Linked DNA regions of Mus musculus: region 1 is linked to region 2. Evidence: chromatin contacts called from public HiChIP or PLAC-seq data. All regions are on one chromosome and are shown on one strand. Each heading gives the region's core, a stretch centred on a gene start, on an enhancer-like site or on the middle of the called end of the contact. The rest is flanking DNA. Distances are from core to core; before and after follow the strand shown. Region 1 holds the start of Comt (catechol-O-methyltransferase). Region 2 holds the start of Crkl (v-crk avian sarcoma virus CT10 oncogene homolog-like).

Region 1 (6,235 bases), core at 1,107-3,606, 970 kb before region 2:
AGAGGTGGGAGATCCTGTCTTTACCCTGAAGAAGGATCCTACCTTCCATTGCTGATGCCTGTCCTGTCTGTTGCCCGAGTGGGGCTCCTATTGGGTCATCCTGCTCTGAGGCCCTATACTGTACCCTCTGTCTGTTTGCTACCAAATGACTGGCAGGGCTGGCTTATCGCAGGCCACTTGCTTTCCCACAGTGCACACCCAGGAGCCTCCTCTCTGATAAAAACTTAGAAGGCGGCCACAGTGAGAGTTTCAAGGGTCAGTATGAAGAAGGATGCGAGAAGCCTACTGGGGCCCTCACATCCCAGCCTTCACTCACTGTGCTTAGGCCTGTCCTTCTGCCCACAGCTCATCTCCAGAACATGTCTCTGTTTCAACTCTGCCTCAGGACTCACCGTGCTCCTGTTTCAGTTTCTTTCTATCGTCTGGAACAGGGCAGTAGGAATCTAATCGACATGACAAGGTCTAAATAAAGGGCCTGGCTGCTCTGATAAAGGAAGATGGTCTCCTAATGTGTACCTGCCTGCCAGAGAGGCCAACAGCCTTCTTATCCTAGCTCCAGTTTGGATGATACAACACCCTCTCCCACCCCTCAGCTGGAAAACATGGGTATTCCTGCTTCAAAAGGACAGACGGCAGAGCTGACCTGGACTCACAAGTGAACTCTGGAGTCATATGGCGGGTGGCATCTTCCCTAGACCTCACAACATCCTCACCAAAGCAAAGTCCTGAACCCTTGGGGTGTGAGACACGAGTCCTCCAGTCAGTAGTGGAGGACTCTGCCCAGTGGGAAACAAATCCCAAAGCCACAAGGGCTTCCTAGCAGCTTGAAGGGCCCTAGACTTGTGAGCTCAGTGAAGCTCCTGTCTACAGATTTCAACATACTCTTTGGCTTTTATTTATTTTATGTGCCTGAGTGTTCATTTGCACTTATGTCTGCACTGTGGGCACACAGTGCCAGAGGGCAGTGCCAGAGGGCTGTGCCAGAGGGCAGTGCCAGAGGGCAGATGAGGGCACGGGGTCCCCCTCGGAATGGAGTCATCATGTGGGTGCTGGGAACTGAACTTGGAGCCTCTGGAAGAGCAGTGAGTGCGGAGTCGCTCTTGTCCCTCCTTTACAGACATTTTACTGTTATTATGTAGGGTGACGGTACCAATGACACAGAGTGACGGTACCAATGGCACAGGTACTTTGACTGACTTGGGTTTTTTTTTTTTTTATTCCGAACCCCCCGATTGTTTTTTTTTTTTTAACCTCCACATAAATCACTAAAACTACCTCCACCTAATATACAGCACTAGGAGACCCTGAAGAGCCAGAGACCTGGGAGTTAGCAAAGCTACTGAAAGAGCACCCGTCAATCCCTGAGGTCTGTCCCCTAGGTTCCCACCTCACATGTAGTGACTGCTTCCTGGTACTCTCCCAGGTTAGCTTCTGCCACTGAGCCACAAGGCCTCTGCCAACTTCCACTTGCAGTCGGTCTACCTGCCTTGGCCCTGTAGACCAAGGGCCAGCCATTGTACCTTTCATAGCACTGCCTCTGTGAAGAACCCTGGCCTGCCCTTGCTCCTCTCCCTCTATGCTCGCTCCCTGTGGACAGAATTGAGTTCTGTCACTCACATTCAGGGGGCAGTATTAAGGGTGGTCACCATGAAAAGACATAATGGAGACCACTCATGAAACTGATCATACCACTGGGAAACTCTGGGGGAACTTGGCCTATTGGGGGTAGTGGACCCATGTTGAGAGGTACCCAGTTTCCCCCTTTGAAATTAATTACTATCCTGATTTCAGCAATAACGCTTCCTGGTGCAAACAAGTTGTTTCTTCCCCTTCTCAAGAGCCCTGACAAGCACTGGGGCTTGGTTCCACAAACTTTCTAGTGTCTTCTCACTCCCCAAACACTAGGCAGGTCATGAAGGTGCATTTGGAAGCTGAGGAAGGAAGGGCCAACACCTCAAGGCTAACTCTAGCTGCACTGCCAACTGACCATCACTCAAAAAATCAAAATCAAGCCCAAAACAACAAACCAAGGTAGTTCATGACTGTAACCCCAGAAGGCCACGGTCGGTGGCAACTACCTAAGCAGTCTGTGGCCAGCTTGGCTACATGGGGGTGGGATTACGGACAAAAACAAAAAGAAAAAACTAGAACAATAAAAAGAGTTGCTGCACCTAGGAAGTTGTGTGCCAATGGGGTACCTGTGACCATCAGAGCCCTTGACATCATCCCATCACAGCCCTGACATCAGGGCTACGATTAATATTGGGGACACAAATCCCAGAAGACTGGGCTTGCTGCCACCACAGGAGGGCCTCAGGCAAGGCACCGCCAACGTTTTAGACACCTGGGGAAAAAGCAGCCCTGCTAGAAGCAGGTCCCCTCCTAATCAGAACCCTGGCCTGTGTGGGCACGCCCACGCGGACACGTTCCAGGACAGCCCCGCCACCGCGACCCCCTGTGGACACTCGCACAGGCACCCTCTCCGCGTGCACCGCCCACGACCCCACCCTACCTCCCGCTGCACTCGCCGCGCCCCTTGTCCCGCGTGTCAGAGCCCGTGTCCGCGGCCGGAAGCGCCTGCTGGGTCCACGCAGCGCCGCCACCATCGCCGCCACCATCGCCGCCATGGTCCGGGGACCTCAGGCGGTCAGGGCTGCCCTTCGCACTGCCTGAGCGTCCGCGCCTCGGGGTCAGACCTGTGCGCGGCCTTGACGAGGTGAGTGGTGCCCGCCCGGAGCTCGGACTCGGGATCAGAATCTGCATGCACCGAACTGGGACTAGGGTGAAGGGCCCGTACGTGGGAACTGGTTCTGACCTAGGAGAGCGCAAGCCGGCGCTGGGGAATGGGGACACATGTGAAGGGGGTCTGATCTTGGCTGGGGGGTCGCTGAAGGGAGGCAGGTGACCGAACTTGAGTATCAGTGCTGTGGTGGAAGATATGTCCTTCGGTGGGGCTGTGGAGTTGGGCTTAACCTGGATAGAATGTAGCACATCCAGGGCCTGGCCCATTATAAGAGGGTCCGACTTACTTAGTTGTTGGATTGGGATGCAAACCTTAGGGTCAAAGTTACAGGGCTCAGGGATGGTCAGTAGAGTTGGAAGCTGTTGAACAGGGGTTCTTGAGAGAGGCCTTAGGGTGCCCCCGGGTCACTCCTTGCAAAAGAAGTGCTACCCACCCCCACCCCCCCACTCCCAAAGGGACCCCTTGGAGCTCAGGAGCACTAGGGCAGGAGCACTACGGCAGGCTTTGGGTGTGTGCTAAAAAGAGAAAGTCTTCCAGCCAGGGACTTTTGGGGTCCTTGCTGGCCCTCCAAGCCTTGGGAGAACAGTGGGAGCTGCCACGACTTGTGGGAGCTTGTGGTGGGGTAGGGCCCTAGAGGACATCTTGTCACAGAGAAACAGCATCGCCCTAATAATTGGGACAGATTTTACCTAGGAGCTGTAGGGGACCGGCTGAGTCATCTCCATTTGAGCAGAGGTGACAAGTGGGTGTCTTCTGGGGAACAAAGGAGCACAGAATCCATGAAGGGAAGGGAAGAGAAGGGAAGGGTGCTTTATACAGGCTCTTCGTGGCTTTGCTGCTGGGCTAATTCCCATGATCCCACAGAAGCTACAGAGCTGCAGACACTTTGGGGTCTAAAGTTGCTCTAGGGATGCACCCGTGAGCTGTCAGAGATGAAGCTAAAGTTTATATTTTTAAAAGGAGCTTGGCTAAATGTGGCTAAGCCTCCAGTGTGTGCACCCAGTAGAGGATCCTTTTCCAGGAAGGGAGACGTCCTTCCTATTGAACAGAAGTCCATTTTCTGTTCCATGTGAGGGTCATTCTTAAGAAGACAATAGAAAAGTTGGTGTTAGCCACAAATCAGTCTTTTTTTTTTTTTTTTTTTTTTTTTTTTTGGTTTTTCGGGACAGGGTTTCTCTGTGTAGCCCTGGCTTCTTAGAACTCACTTTGTAGACCGGGCTGACCTTGAACTCAGAAATCTGCCTGCCTCCCAAGTGCTGGGATCAAAGGTGTGAGCCACCACCGACCGGCAACAAATCAGTCTTTGCACATTTCTAGATGCCAGGTGCGAGTGTCTTTAGATGGTTGATGAGGAGCAGCCTGGAGGCTTTACCAAGTTGTCCTCTGAGTGTAGGAGGCAGAAGTGTGTGAGCACACGGTTTCAGGCGTGATCATTTCCTGGAGCAGTGTGTGCACCCAGTAGAGGACTTTCCCTCGTGGCCCTTGTAACCGAGGCAGAAAGCTGTCCCCAGAGTATTTGGTGTGTTGAAATCTGACATTTCTGTCAGATTCTCCCTCAAGCTTTCCCAGATCGTAGTGGGATAGGATAGCCGCATCAAGCACTGTTCCCAGCAGGACCCAAAACCATCAGGCTTTTGTTCCAAAGGTCAAGAAATTAGGAAGGAGAAGAATTGTGAACAGTTTGGAGAGTTGTGGGCAGATATTAAAGCCAGATGTAGCATGTGGATATATTTACACGCAGCTTAAAAGATGAAGCAGTGTGTCAGCACGCACCTGTGGTCCCAGCCCTCAGGCAGAAGCGAGAGAAGCATGGATTTTAGGTCAGTGTGCTACATAGTGATTTTCAGGCCTGCCTGGGTTACAGACCCTGCCTTTGGAGACAGAGAAAAAAAACTAAAAACATCAGCACTGTTTTCTCCTTGCAAATGAAGATGTAAGATGGCCTTCTGATGTCCATATTTTTATTAGGGGATGAGAGAGTCCTACCACAGTGAAACTCAAAGTTACAGACATTCTGGCCCATAAGTAAGTACAAGTTTTATTGTTGCTTTCACTTTTTGAAGATTGTCTAAAACCCCCATCAGCCTCTCCCATGTTGGGATGATGTTCCTAAGCTACCGTGCCTGGCTCTATCTGTGTTTGTGTGTGTGAGTATGGGCGAGCGCCTACCATGATGCACATGTGGAGACCAGAGGACTACTGTGGATGTCTTTTCTCGCCTCCTCGTTGCTTGGAGCAGGCTCTTTTCTCTTGTTTACTTCTCCTTATGCTGTGGTAGCTGGCCCTCAAGCTCCTGGGGTTTTTCTTTCTCTACCTCTCATCTCATAGCACTGGGATTACAAACATGTATTACCATGTTTGGCTTTAAGTGGGTTTGGGGATCAGACCTGGGTGATCTTTCCAGCCCCAGCTGTTTTACCATCATTTGAATGCATTAGGAAAACACTATTCTTTCTCTAGGCAGTTTTAGCTTTACCAGCTGTATTGAAGTTTCTTGACTTTTAGCCAACACAAACTGACCCTGGAATAAGGGACTTTTTCCCCTTTTCCTCTTGAGTTTTTCTGACTTCAGAAGGAAAGAACAAAGGCTGGGGAATGTAGCTTCGTTGGTAGAGTGCTTGCTTGGTATGCATGAGGTCCTGGGCTCTATCACTAGCACTTCATTAAACTAGGCATAGTGGCATATGTCTGTATTTCCAGCACCCAAAAACTAAAGCAAGAGTATGATAAATTCAATGTCAACCTCTTCTCCAGAGCAAGTTTGAGAGTAGTGTGGGCTGCATGAAACCTTATCCCTCACCCCCCCACCTCCAAAATCAACAAAGCATGTAAGAAAACAGGATGAAACAGGTAAGTCATAAATCCTCAAAGATAGTGAAGAAGATCAGAATCTGAAATCGGGGCACGAGGAGGAGCAACGTCATGCTTGAGTTCTCAGCGTCTGGGAGGTAGAAACCGCAGGATCAGGAGTTTAAGGCCAGTCTTGGCTACATAGCAAGTCTAAGCCCAGCCAGGGATACATGAGACCCTGTCTTAATAGAAGAGGAAGGAGAAGAAAAAGGAAACCAAGAATCTAATGAGCTACCGTACTTCTCTGTTGAAACACAGAAAGTTACATCCCTTTCTGATAAACATAAAACAGCATTTTGACTTTTTGTACAGTGCTGTGATTGTACCCTGGGGTATACTAACCTCTGAGCTCCTGAGCACAGCCCAAGATTATTCCTGTTTAAAAAAGATTCTGCCAGGCGTGATGGCGCACGCCTTTAATCCCAGCACTTGGGAGGCAGAGGCAGGCGGATTTCTGAGTTTGAGGCCATCCTGGTCTACAGAGTGAGTTCCAGGACAGCCAGGACTACACAGAGAATCCCTGTCTCAAAAAACAAAACAAAACAAAACAAAACAAAACAAAACAAAACAAAAAAAACAAAAGGAAAGAAAGGAAGAAAGAAAGAAAAAGAAAGAAAGAAAGAAAGAAAGAAAGAAAGAAAG
Region 2 (6,318 bases), core at 650-3,149:
TATCCTAAAGAAGAAACTCTTTGGATTTAAGTAGGTGCCCTTAATTAATTATAGTATCTTTTCATTTTCAAAGTTCAGAGCAAATTTCACCTTTATGAAGTCGCCTCACCCTGAAAAATCTAAATCAGCCTTTAATTCTTTTTTTAGAAAATAGCTTAGAAATAAACTGGGCAGGAAAATATCTTTTAAAGTCTCTAGACACCTTTTCAATTCACACTGTATCATTTGATGATATTCGTTAGGGAAATTAAAGCAAATTATAAAATAATGCATTTTACTTGAAAAAGAGAACACTTGGGGATCAATATCTTTCTCTTTAAGACAGGGTCTTGCTACAGCTCAGTCTGACTTGGAATCAAGGTCCTCTTTCCTTAGGGGACTAGGGGTGTGTATCTATCTCAGCTAGCTCTACTTAGGGGTCTTTAAAGCATATGTTAAACCACTAGACTTAATTACAAAAAAAAAAAAAACTAAAATTGAATTAATGTAGAATTTAGGTAAATACACTTCCCACCCCTGAGGAAGGAACGGTGAGGATACAAATTTCTTCAAATATAATCCCACTGTCTTCTCTTGGTAATCCCAGTTTTAAAAATGAGTGCTAGAGAATCAGATTCTGAGATTTCTACACTTTCGATCCATTTTAAGGATTATTCCAAAGGCCGAAGGCCACTTTGTAACCTAAAGTTAGTTGAAAAATGCAGGAGTTACAAAAACCTTAAATGGTGTACAAGAATTTCGAGAAAGGAGGAGTCATGGCTATCTTCAGAATCTCAAGGAAGTCTATATTTTTAGCGTCGTTAATAAGCATTCTGCATTAGTATTACAGTCAAGTAAAGTGGCAAAACTGTGTATATATGTGGGGGGTTAGGGGTGCATTTAAACAATGCAAGCAGCACTGCTAAATGTCTAAATAAAATGCATCCTTTCATCCAATGACCCAGATCCTGATATTGGCCTTATAATCCGAATGTCTTCTGATTTAGAATGAGGAAAAGGAGTTCTATCCCCTACCCTACCCCCAAAATTTAATCTTTGACCGACCCTTCGCATCCGGTCAAGTTCTGAACCGGAGAAGGGCAGGAGCTCGCGTACCTGGGCGCCGGTTCGATTAAGGTGGTAGTGTCCAGGTAGTGGATCTTGTAGAACTCTAACAAGGCCGGCAAATGGTCAAACTCCTGGTCCCCGATCTTAAAGCGGCGGTTGGGCAGGGAGTTGATGATGTAGTGCGAGACACGCGAGTTCTCGGACACGGACAGTACATAGTCCCCGGGGCAGGTAGATGAGTCCCGGACTAGGAACATGCCATGGCGCTGGCCTTGGAGACGAGTCTGCGCCTCCTGGCGAGTCACTGGCCCCATGTACCAGGCAGAGCGGTCTGAAGAATCAAACCTGGCGGAGGACATGGTGTTGGGCTCGGGGATGGGCGGCGTCTGCGGCTCTCTTGCTTGGGAAGCCTTTACCCGCTGTCGGCTTTGGGGTCGAGGAAGGGCCTCTCAGAACACTTCGAGGAACAATCAGAGGGCTTGGTCAGGACGTTCCTCTAGGCTCCGGGCCCCGCAGCATCCTCCGCCACCGCCCTCCTGCACCGGGCCGCCTCACGGAGAGCCGGTCCGGGAACACTGGGCAAAGCCCCGGGGTCGAGGTGGGCGAAGCTGAGCAGTAGCGGAGGCCGCCTCGGGCTTCTCAGCTGGCCGGAGTACAGGGGAGGCTCCAGTGACTTCTGTCCTGGAACCCGCCGCCGGCTCCACAGCCTCAAGAGCCTGCACCGATCCCCGCGGTCACACGAAGCACCGCACTCCAACAAGAGTCGCGCCTCCCGAGCAGTCTTACCCAGCCCGCTCCCAATAGCCACAGCAACAAAATGGCGGACGCGGGAGAAGCAGCCGGGCACCTCCCCCTTGGTCCAGCGCATTCAATCTGCGCACGCGCGGAGCTGGGCTCTACCCCCTCCACCGCGGAGGCCCTTCCTTTGACGTCACTGGGCGCTGCCAATCAGGAGTGCGTTCGCGAGGGTCCCAGCGTGAGCCACTCGCGCGGGCTCCCGCGTTCCGGGAGGAGGCAGAGGGTCAGGCCCTTCCTGGACCGCAAAGCAGCCGCCGAGAAGCTGCTGCTGTCAGGCTTCCCGGGCTTGGCAGGAAAACAGCTGGAGCCGAGAGGGAACAGCGTTTTGAAAACCTGTTTCTGTGAACAAAGCGTAGAGTGGTTGCTGAGTGTCCGGCCAAGAAGGCGTGGCCGTCAGATGATTGCGAGCCAGAAGGCCCTGGTAAATCAGGTGGCTCAGGAAGGGCATGACCTAGGGAGTGAGGTGACCATCAAATAGGTTACTGAATAACCTATCAAATAACGCCTGCCCTAGGTGATCCTCCTTGGTACACGTGGAATGATGGTGAAGATCAGTTTGACTAATACTTTACGAGGAGGACAGTGTGTTGGTGAGGATGACTGGACACTACCGGCTGTAAAGTGTAACAAGTGAAATGCAACACCTGTGTCTGGCCTGAAGCCTGTTGCTCTGCAACAGTTCATTTCCTGCCATTCCACGTTGCTCAGTTTCAGCTCTGCCTCCCTTGACATATTTCTCCCTCCAACCCGACTAGTACCTATTTATTTAATTATTTGTTTGGTTTTTTAGAGACGGGGTTTCTCTGTGTAGTCCTGGCTGTCCTGGAACTCACTTTGTAGACCAGGCTAGCCTCGAACTCAGAAATCCGCCTGCCTCTGCCTCCCAAGTGCTGGGATTAAAGGCATGCGCCACCACTGCCCGGCCTATCTATCTATCTATCTATCTATCTATCTATCTATCTATCAAGATAGGAATTCTCTGTGTGGCCCTGGCTGTCCTGGAACTAACTCTGACCACCAACAGGCTAGGATGAAATTTTAATACCACAGAATACTGTCTTATTTACCTATATTTTGCCTGCCTTAAATCCACATCTAGTCTTGAATGATCAGAAATTTGTTAAATGAATGACTATTGTGAAAAATCACCACAAAAACAGATGCTGGATTATTGGTCATAGCATTCCCAAATTAGATAAACAGGAAGGCATGTCCCAAGCCAGTGGTGGTGACACATACCAATAATCCCATCACTAGGAGATGGAGGCAGGAGGATCATGAGTTCAAGGCAGCTGAGCTCTATGAAACCCAACAAAAATGGGGAGGAAGTTAGGGGAGGGAGAAATCTCAAAAGTGAGGAATACAGGAGAACTCCTACTTAGATCTCTATCACTAAAGTCTTGTTCTGGCCGTTTACATTTCCCATGTTTAGCAATTCTTAGATTGTAGGGTAATAACTGGTGATTCCATCCCAGTGGTAAGTAAGCGAAGGGGAAAATGTCAAGGTCTAGTGCCTTTTTGTAACTTGGCATAACCAGAGATGCTTCATGGGGGCTAGGAAGATGTCTCAGGAAGTAAGCTCTTGCCAGCCAAGCCTAAACACCTGAATTGGATCCCTGGGTCTGAAGATGGAAGGACAATCAACTTAAGGTGTCCTCTAAAATTCTGTGTAGAGTGGTAATACACATGCCTGCACTCACACAACACACACATAAATAAAAACATGCTTTCATATTGCTCTAGTCGCAAGTGAAATTTGTATAGCTCAGATATTTAATTTGACTGAGTTCAACTCATGGTTGAAGTTCAAATCAGTGACTAGATGGGCTATTCAGTCATTCTGTGCCTCACCATGAGACCTCCAGGACTTATCTTCTAGCCAGCTCTGGTGGTGCATGTATAATCCCAGCTCTCTTGTGGCAGAGGCAGGATTCAATTAGTTCCAAGTTTGAGGCCATCCTGGTCTATATATTAACACACAGGCCAGTGGTGGTACATTAAAAATACCCTGCCACAAAAAGAAGAAAAAATAACACAGGCTTATGATCTTAGCTCTCTCAGAGGTTGAGCAGGAGGATGGAAAGTTCGAAGCCAGCATAGGCAACATCATGTTTTTGAGATAGGCTTTCTCATTGGTATAGGGCCCACCAGGTAGATTAGGCTGGCTAAGCAGTGAATGGCAAAGTTGTAACTGCCTCTGCATTCCAACATTGATATCACAAACACATACCAACACACCTGGCTTTTTTCCTGAGAATTCTGAAGATGGGCTTGATCCTGTGCAGAAAACCAGCTGTGAGTTCATGAGGGCCACTACCATGTCATGACTAGAACAGGATATTTCATGCCACTCTCTTCCTATTTATTTTTTTTAAAGATTTATTATTATATGTAAGTACACTGTAGCTGTCTTCAGACACCCAAAAGAGGCATCAGATCTCATTACGGATGGTTGTGAGCCACCATGTGGTTGCTGGGATTTGAACTTGCGACCTTCAGAAGAGCTGTCGGTGCTCTTAACCGCTGAGCCATCTCTCCAGCCCTCCCTATTTATTTTTTAAAATTTTATATTATAAGCCAGGTGTGGTAGCTCATGCCTTTAATCCTAGCACTTGGGAGGCAGAGGCAGGCAGATTTCTGAGTTTGAGGCCAGCCTGGTCTACAAAGTGAGTTCCAGGACAACCAGTGCTACACAGAGAAACCCTGTCTCGAAAAACAAACAAACAAACAACAACAACAACAACAACAAAGAAGATTTATATTTTAGGAAAAAATAACGTTGGAATCTTGAAAAAAAAGATTTGTATTTTGGCTTGGCACAATGCTGCCTATCTTTAATCCCAGAGCTCAGGAGGCAGAGGTAGTTGGATCATTTTGAGTCTGAGGCCAGCCTAGGCTACATGGAGTGTTATAGGCTTGACAGGGCTGTATAGCAAGACCTTGTCTAAAATAACAACAGCAAATGTGTATTTTAAAGTGTGTGTGTGAGAGAGAGAGAGAGAGAGAGAGAGAGAGAGAGAGAAACCCAGGTTCTCTGCAAGAGCAGCAAGCACTCTTACTTATTGAACCATCTATCCAGCCCCTAGCTCTTCTGTTCTTTCTGCTCCCTCCATGTTTCCTGAGGTGTGCGGGTTGAATGTTCATAGTCTCTCTCTCTCTCTCTCTCTCTCTCGGTTTTCTGAGATCATAGTCTCTTATTATCTGACTTTGACCAGTTATGAATCTGTACATCAACAGTTGTCCACTGCAAAAAAAAAAAAAAAAAAAAAAAAAAAAAAAAAGCTTTTCTGACCAAGCTTTATAGCCACATAAATCTGTGGGTAGTAATAATATAAATATGTACATGTGTCTATATAAGTGTATACCACATGTGTGTGGGTGCCAAGGCAGAAGAAAACATTGGCCCCTCCCCTGGAGCTGGAGTTCCATGTGGTTGTGAGCTGCCCAATAAGGAGAATGGTGGCGAGTGCACTCTTAATGAGTTTTTCTTTAGCTCCTTCATAACTTTAGAATGATATTGCTATCTTACTCTTCCTCCCCCTCCTCCTGCCTCTTCTCCCCCTCCCCTTTTCTCCCATCCTTCTACTAGGACAAAGATGAAATTATAAGAAAGTACCAGGGGGGATTTCGAGGTATGCATGACAGACACATTGAAAGACCAAATCTGTAGACAGTGTGTGGACTTGGTAGAATTGTCTCTGGTCTCTTGTAGCACATTATTTGAGGTGGACAGACATTAGTTCACATCTCCACAGGAAAAGTCACAAAACATAATTCACGATTAACTCCCTGAGCCATCCAGGTCCCCCCACTCAGTTTCTCGCATCATTGCCTCCCTGAGAAACGGTGATGACTGAGGTCAGCTCTGACCCTTACCACAGTCAGACCAGTCTGTACCTGATGGCAGCGACTCAGGGTCTCTGAAGGATTCCTCCTTAGGGACTCAAGATCCAGCACGATCAGCAACCATGGGGAAGCCAGTGCACTTGTGGCTGAAGCTATAAACACCCTTTCCAAAGCAGTAAGAGGGTTTGTCACTTCCCAGGACATGCTGTCAGGGAAAAGCCTGCTCGGCAGACAGATGGAATAGCCGCTCTCTGGAGCTGGTTCTGTGGGATTTCCCCTGTTCTAACTTCATTTTGACTTTATTCAGAGTAACGGAGAAGAGAGAAAGAGGGTTCCACCATCCCAATCCTCACTCCCAGTCAGGACAATGCCTTATTTAATTATTTAGTTATTTAGGTAGCAATGTTATGGATCAAACTCAGGACTTATTTGTGCTTGGCCCATGCTCCAGCATTGAGCTACATCCCCAGTGCTGCAGGTTCGTTCGTTTGTTTGTTCGTTTGTTTGTTTGTTTGTTTGTTTGTTTGTTTTGGAACCAGGGTTTCCTATGAAGCCCTAGCCTTCAACATTGTGATTCTTCTACCTTAGCCTCAGGGTGCTGGGATTCACAGGAGTACAGTATCACAC

What was found. HiChIP or PLAC-seq counts read pairs in DNA pulled down with a chosen protein or histone mark.
Region 1: a contact with region 2 is called in an H3K4me3 HiChIP or PLAC-seq map of bone marrow-derived macrophages, with 4 times the contacts expected there. The contact joins the promoter of Comt here to the promoter of Crkl in region 2. A contact is called at or near these places in 2 of 115 datasets of contacts at active chromatin or transcription factors (bone marrow-derived macrophages and microglia).

Annotation. Positions count from the first base shown.
Region 1 is chr16:18,422,837-18,429,071 of GRCm38.p6, reverse strand. Comt (catechol-O-methyltransferase) reads left to right here and starts at 2,356. Exons shown (of 6, transcript NM_001111062.1): 1 at 2,356-2,716; 2 at 4,712-4,768. Txnrd2 (thioredoxin reductase 2) reads right to left here and starts at 2,655. Exons shown (of 18, transcript NM_013711.3): 1 at 2,513-2,655. The coding sequence starts at 2,627. It overlaps Gm15764 (a long non-coding RNA gene), which reads right to left. Exons shown (of 3, transcript XR_875942.3): 3 at 4,691-6,235.
Region 2 is chr16:17,447,566-17,453,883 of GRCm38.p6, reverse strand. Crkl (v-crk avian sarcoma virus CT10 oncogene homolog-like) reads right to left here and starts at 1,899. Exons shown (of 3, transcript NM_007764.5): 1 at 1,096-1,899. The coding sequence starts at 1,406.